Regions from separate parts of the Cricetulus griseus genome. Here region 1 is linked to region 2. Evidence: chromatin contacts called from public Hi-C data. All regions are on one chromosome and are shown on one strand. The core of a region is the stretch at or near the end of the contact, and the rest is flanking DNA. Distances in the headings are between cores, read along the strand shown. Region 1 holds the start of Ube2l3 (ubiquitin-conjugating enzyme E2 L3). Region 2 overlaps Hic2 (hypermethylated in cancer 2 protein).

What was found. Hi-C and Micro-C count contacts between places; a contact is called where the count stands out from the background.
Region 1: a Hi-C map of the CHO-K1 cell line shows a contact between it and region 2, with 4 times the contacts expected there. The contact joins the promoter of Ube2l3 here to the enhancer-like site in region 2. A contact is called at or near these places in 2 of 8 Hi-C or Micro-C datasets (the CHL-YN cell line and the CHO-K1 cell line).

The regions. Positions count from the first base shown.
Region 1 is chr4:72,124,779-72,128,337 of CriGri-PICRH-1.0, forward strand. It overlaps Ube2l3 (ubiquitin-conjugating enzyme E2 L3), which reads left to right and starts at 1,767. Exons shown (of 4, transcript XM_027413208.2): 1 at 1,767-1,912. The coding sequence starts at 1,886.
Region 2 is chr4:72,080,681-72,084,072 of CriGri-PICRH-1.0, forward strand. All of the region lies in intron 1 of Hic2 (hypermethylated in cancer 2 protein), which reads right to left. Among named protein-coding and RNA genes, the nearest start is that of Hic2, 13 kb to the right of the region's middle. Within about 2 kb of position 2,116, at least 2 of the 6 cell types and tissues checked have open chromatin away from gene starts, as enhancers often do. A contact at or near this core is called in the CHO-K1 cell line, where this site is marked.

The DNA.
Region 1 (3,559 bases), core at 517-3,016, 44 kb after region 2:
CTCATGAATGTCATGGTGTATTTGTGGGAAAGAGGACAACTTGTGGTGGTAATTGGTTCTCTTCTACCATATGGGTTCCGGTAATCAAACTCAGGTCATCAGACTTATTAGCAAACACCTTTGCTAGCTGAGTCATCTCACTGGTCTGAGGAGAACTATTTATAGAGTTATATAATTTTAAGATGAAGATCATAACCCACACCTTTAATCCTAGCATCTGGGAGGCAGTGACTGATGGGTCTCTCTATGAGTTCAAGGCCAGCCAAGGCTACATAGCAAACCTTTGTCTCAAACAACAACAACAAAAACGAAACAAAAAAGAGTTATACTGTTTGAAACAAATTTGAAAACCTCTGAGTTAAAAGTCCTCCAGAAAGAATACTTTAAGACTGCTGAATACCAGGTGGTGGTGGTGCACGCCTTTAATCCCAGCACTCAGGAGTCAGAGGCAGGGGGATCTCTGTGAGTTCAAAGCCAACCTAGTCTACAAAGCTACACAGAGAAACTCTGAATTCAAGACAAAACAAAACAACAACAAAAGCCTGCTAAATGATAGCAAGGCATTCCCCTCACATCTCAGTTGCCTCACATTACCAGCTCTGTATTTCTTATTTCTCTCCTTAGAGCCCCAGCTTTCTTGAGACATGGGGTAAGATCCTGGTGTTAAGCGATTTCTCTTGGGGAGACTAGATAGAAAGGGCACCAAAAGACCAAAAGATTCCTTTTAATGTGTTTATTGAAGTAACTTAGAGGAGTACAGGTGACTCAAAGGCACTCTCAGCACTTGAGGAAGAAAGAGGATCAGGAGGTTAAGTTCATCTTTAGTTAGACAGTGAATTTTGAGGCCACCCTGGGCTACAAAAGACCTTATCTACATCTCAGTCTCCCTCAACAAAACCTCCTCACTGGCAAAAGCACTGCTGGGGGTTACCATGTAGTAGTTTCTTTCTCTTTGGATCTTTTGGCTTCATTCTCTAGACTGCTAAAATTATGAGATTACAAGTGTGTGATACTACTCTTGGTAGCTATTACTATTTTTGAGATAGTGGATAGGGTCATACTATGTAGCCTAGGCTGGCTAGTCCTGCCTGCCTCCACCTCCCAAATGCCAGAATTAAAGGCATAATCCACTTATGTTTGGCTGCTCTGCTCTCTCTTATTCATACAGTTTCTTCAGTGAGCCTTCATGAAAGTAGATCCTTGCAGTTACTTTTGTGTGGGAGGCTGTATTTGAAAGTTAGTGTGTGTACTCGAATACACACACACACACACACACACACACACACACACACACACACACGCGCGCACACACACAGGAAGACCTGAGGTCCACACATGTTTTTCTATGCTTGCACTTCACTGGTTTTCTCCTTGCATCTGAGGCTCACTAGTTAGACAAAGAATTTCAGAGATCTGCCTGTATCTACCCTCCCCTAATGCAGGGGACTACGCTAGCTTTTCATGTGGGTATCCAAACTCAGGTCCTACTTGCACGTGCAGGCACTTGACCAACTGTATCACGTCTTCGGTCCCACAGTAACTTTCTCATCTCCCAGTTTTACTTCACAATGTTTATCAGTGTCTAAAATAATCTTGATTATTCAATTGTTGTGTACACATGTATAGTGCGCCTACTACGTGCCAGGCACGGTATGTGTTGTCCGTCGGATTGGAGGCTGCAAGAGGCAAAGGTCTTTAAATTGTCCAGGTCCCTTGTAGACGTCTACACACAACTCTCCCACCACTGGGATCGGCACACAGTAGGCGCGTTTCTCTGTTCCGCGCTCTTCCCGGCTCGCCCCTCCCCCGTTCCAGGAAGTGAGGGGGTTCTAGCCGCCTGGCCTACCGCGATGCATTTTGGGAAAGCAGCAGCACCAGATCCAAGATGGCGGCCAGCAGGAGGCTGATGAAGGTAAAAGCCATTCTCTGGCGCTGGCCAGGCGGGGGGCGGCGTCCCCGGGCCGGGACCCCCACGGCGGGCCGCGGCTCCTTGGGGCGTCGCCACCCTCCATCCCTCGTTGCGTGGCCCTCAGTGCCGCTGTGCCGCGTGTGGAGGACAGATCTAACGGGGCCGCCTAGGCCGCAGCCTGGGCGGGAGCGCAAGGCCGCGCCGGGAGCCGCCGCCGCCGGCCCCTCGGATCAGCTTGGGCAGTTCTCGCGCCCCCTCCTCCCGGAGCGGAGCCGGGCCCTCCGTCGCAGCGGCCGCGGTCCGGGTCGAGGACGCCGTTGATGTGTGGGCCGGGCCTGGAGGCCCCAAGCTGGGCGCCCTCGGGGAAGAAAGCCGGAGCCCCGGCTGGGAGTCCGCGCCGCGGAGCCGCCCGGTCCTGGGCCGCGGTCGCCGGACTCTGAGCCCCATTCCGCCAGCCCACAGCTCCGGGACCGGGAGGCTGCGAGGCCCGAGACGGGAAAGGAAGGAGGAGGGCAGGCGGCCAAAGTTAGGTCAGTTAGTTGGTGGTCTTTTGAAATTGTGTTGGGTTCTTGCAAACTGTCTCCTTGTGACTGCGGAGTCACACAGCGGACAAGTTCCAACTCTAGGAAGGCGTGGGGTCGTCCCCCGTCGCAGCGAGGTTCTCCTTCCTATCAACCTCTTAGTCATCCCGATCTCCTTTCCCTGGTGAAGCAAAGTGACATTTTTTTTTTTTTTTTGAGGTGGGAGGTGGGGGTTGGCTTCTGTCGTTGGAATCAAAACCGGCCAAAGTTTACAAAAATAACACGGTGTACGCACTTTGTATCTTGAATGTAGCGGAGTGTCATCTCACTAATTGGCTCCTTTTTGTGAGGCGTACAGGTGCTCCATTGATTTCAGGTTTTCACTGGTAGTTTTTCCGACATCCTCTAAAGACAACCCCGCCAGTGTTTGAGTGCAACCTGGTAGTGCGGCGCAGCTACCGCCTGACCGGAAATACAAAAGGTCCGGGAGCTGGCTCCTGAGAACAGATAGCCGGGCTTCTTCCTGGCCCCAGTTGTATTTGGTTGATGGAGTCGCTGGAAACAAAAGAAAACATTTGTTCACTGAAACCTAGAGAGAACATTTAACTGAAACGAGAGTGGAAGTGGGCACAAAACAATTATGATCAAGCTCCTCCTCTGCTCTGCCAGTGACACTCCCATCATTTTCCTAAATGAAAGGGATGCTAATCACTTCCGTGTTCAAACCCCCCAAAGTTGGCTTCCCTCTAGCCTTGTAGGTTTCAGTTTAGGAAGATATGTGAATGCATGCTGTTTTTCCTATCTTTATTGGAATGACTTGAATTCTTCCACCCTTTCTGGGGTACCCTTCTAAATACTTTCCCCTGACTACCCTTCTTGGACTCCAGTGCTCTTTTCTAAAGCAAGCACTTAATTCTTTACTTCTGGCTAAAATCCTCTGTGGTTTTGTCTGTAACAATTAATTCTAATTTCTTTAAATTAAAAAAAAAATAAAGAAGCTAGGCAGTGGTGGGGCACGCCTTTAATCCCATCGCTCCAGAGGCAGAGGTAAGGGGATATCTGTGAGTTCCAGGCCAGCCTGGTTAACAGAGTGAGTTCCAGAGAAACCCTGTCTTGAAAACCAAAAGGA
Region 2 (3,392 bases), core at 866-3,365:
TGGAAAGCAATCGGCATTTTAAATGCCAAGAGCCCAGCCCTCCTCTTGCGACAGCCTCTATGAAATGCAACAGTCGGGTTCTATTAAGAACATACGTGATGTGGTATCAGACACCAGGCCTGGCCTCCTCTCCAACTCTAAGACACAGAGGGAAGAGTGACACCTACTCCAGCCTATGGCCTTTTCCAAGTCTATCTTGAAAACATTCCAGGGCTCTATTAGAAACTTTCTGTCTACCCAAAGCTAAGACCTGCCTGGACCCAGACCACCTGCCCAAGCATTCTGCTCTCACAGCTAGGCAAGTAACCCTCAGTTTAAGAAAGTACACAGGGGGCTGGTGCTACAAGGAAGGCCTGGAGAGAGGCACTATGCAGCACCATATCACACCAGACCCTGTGACCTCAAAGGCACAGCCTCATCTGTTCACCCCCCTAGCCTGCTTTAACTTTAGAGCCAACAAGGGCCAGAGCAAGGGTACCCCCTGCTACATCTACCCTGGTGAGTCTAGGCCATTCTAGTTGAGGACAGAGGTGAATCCTCACTGACAAAGTGGAACAATAATTTGAGATTGTGATGAGTTCTACTACAAAACCCAGATTACCTGCAACACAACAGGAGCTTAAAAACAAACAGGGGCTGGAGGGATGGTTTAGCAGTTAAGAGCAAACAAAGGCTGCTCTTCAAGATTCCAGAGGTCCTGAGTTCAATTCCCATCAACCACAGGGTGACTCCCAAGTATCTATACTGGGATCTTCTGTCATGCAGGCACGAATGCAAATAGAGCACTCATATGCATAAATAAATACATCTTAAAAAAAAAAAAAAAAAAAACTCCTAGGCAATGGAAAGCAGAAATTCAAGCCAGGGTGTGGAGGTGCACAGCCTTAATCCCAGCACTTGGAAAGCAAAGGCAGGCCGGATCTCTTGTGAAGTCCAGCACAATCAGGAGTGAGACCTTGTTTAAAGAAAAATTGGATGGTAGTAGCACACACCTTTAATCCTGGCACTTGGGAGGCAGAGACACATGAAGTTCAAGGCCAGCCTGGTCTACAGAGTGAGTTCCAAGACAGTCAGAGCTACACAGAGAAACCCCGTATCGGGTACAGGGGAGGGGAGAGGAGAAGGGGGGGAGAAGAGAGAGAGAGAGAGAGAGAGAGAGAGAGAGAGAGAGAGAGAGAGAGAGAGAGAGAGAGAGAGAAGGCATGGTGGCTTGAAGAGAAGAGGCTCTGGGCTGGTGAGATGGTTCAGCACATTAGCACCAAGCTCAGCAAGCTGGATTTAACACCAGGAGGAATGACTCCTACAAAAGCTATCCTCTCATCTCCAAAAGCACTGTGTGCACTTCCGCACATGCACACACTATGTCTCACCATGTAGCCCTGGCTGTCCTGGAACTATAGAAACCAGGCTAGCCTCGAACTTCCGCCTGCTTCTGATTCCAAGTGCTGGAATTAATGTCACCACCACCACTGGGTAAATACTTTTTTTTTTTTGAGACAGGGTTTCTCTATCTAACAGTCTCAGCCTCCCAAGTGCTGGATTAAAGAGAAAGAGAAGGTGTTCTGGTACAGGACATGCCAAGCATGAGAGAAGCTGTGGGTTCAAACTCCAACACTAAAAGAGAAGGAAGGACAAGCAGTGACAGCACAGAGGCAAGCAAGCAGAAATTCCACAGGCAAGGAGTTGAAAGGGCACCAGGAAGCCTGGCCACCCAGCTGGAAGGACTATCACAACCATCTCTTCTGCCTGGGGACATCCTTCAAATGAGATAACTGAACCCCAGAGGGAGGTATATGTCACAGCTGAGTCACTAGGCAGCCACCTAGCCCAAGGCTGTGGGAGACAAGACTCCAGCTTCCCTAAAACCAACCCTAGCAGCCAAAGTAGGAAATCAGGTAGGAACTCTACAGAAGTAAAATTTAAAAACCTATGAGGGTCTCTGAAACTTTATAAAACATATCTTTCTATGTAATCATCTTCCTAAGAAAGAGCTTCTTCACTCACAGGTAAAAGCTGAAGTGAGGCAGGCATGATGACGCTTGCCGACAGCTCTAGCACTGAGTGTCTGAAGCCTAAAGATCACCACAAATCTGAGGTGAACCTATACTACAGAGTAAGGCTGTCTCAAAGACACCAAAACCCACTCTGCCCATGACAGTATGACCTCTGACTGGGACAAACTTTGAAAAGGTATGAGTCATGAGAATCAGCAAAATCATAAGCCTAAAAATTCCATGCCAGAAAGTAATGATGGATTTTTAAAATTATTTTAGCTGGGTGTGGTGGCACACCCGTGTAATCCCAACAGAGGGGGGTGGATCTCTGTGATTTCAAGGCCAGTCTGGTCAAAACAGTGAGTTCTAGGATAATCAGAGATAAGAGTCCTTGTTTCAGATAGATAGTAATTTAAAATAAATAAACTGCCTATTTGTTTTTGTTTATTTATTTATTTTTGGTTTCCTGAGACAGGGTTTCACTGAGTAGCCCTGGCTGTCCTGGAACTCACTCTGTAAACCAGGCTGGTCTTGAACAGATACAAGCCACTCAGGAAACTGAAGCAAGAAAATCACAAGTTTAAGGCCTGCCTAGAAACTCAGTGAAAGACTTTGTCTCCAAACCAAAATCTAAAATAAAAGAAAGGGCTAGAGAGATGCCTCAGCAGTTAAGAGTTCTTGTTGCTCTTCTACAAGACCCCTGGGTTTCTATTCCCAGAATCCATTTCAGGCAGCTCAACAAATGCCCTTAATGCCAAATTATATGGTGCCCCAAAACTCTGTTCCCTGAAGGCACCTATATTCATGCACACACACCCACACACAAATGTAACTAAAAATAAGTAAATCTAGGGGCTGAAGAGGTAGGTGCCTCTGGAGTTAAGAGCACTTGTTCTTACAGAGAGGACCCAGTTTCAACTCTCAGAACCCATGTGGTGACTACTCACAACCATTACCAGTTCCAAGCAATCCAATGCCCCTTTCTGACCTCTGAAGGTACCAGTACAACACTGTATGCACGAATACACGAAGGAAAAACACTCATTAAAAATAAAATAAATTTCACGGGGCAGTGATGCTGCACGCCTTTAATCCCAACACTCCAGAAGGCAGGCTGATCTCTGTGAGTTTGAGGCCAGCCTGGTCTATAGAGCTAGTTCCAAGACACCCAGGGCTGTTACACAGAGAAATCCTGTCTCAAAGGGTGTGTCCAGACACTGTGGTGAAGGGTTGCTTTCTACTTGACACTGGAAGAGCTAAGATTATTAGTAGGATATTGACTTCATCTGAAGTAGGTTTTCCACTATTAATCTCTACATTCTTTAAGATGTATACATACTGGCCGGGTGTTGGTGACGCATGCCTTTAATCCCAGAACTCTGGAGGCAGAGGCAGATG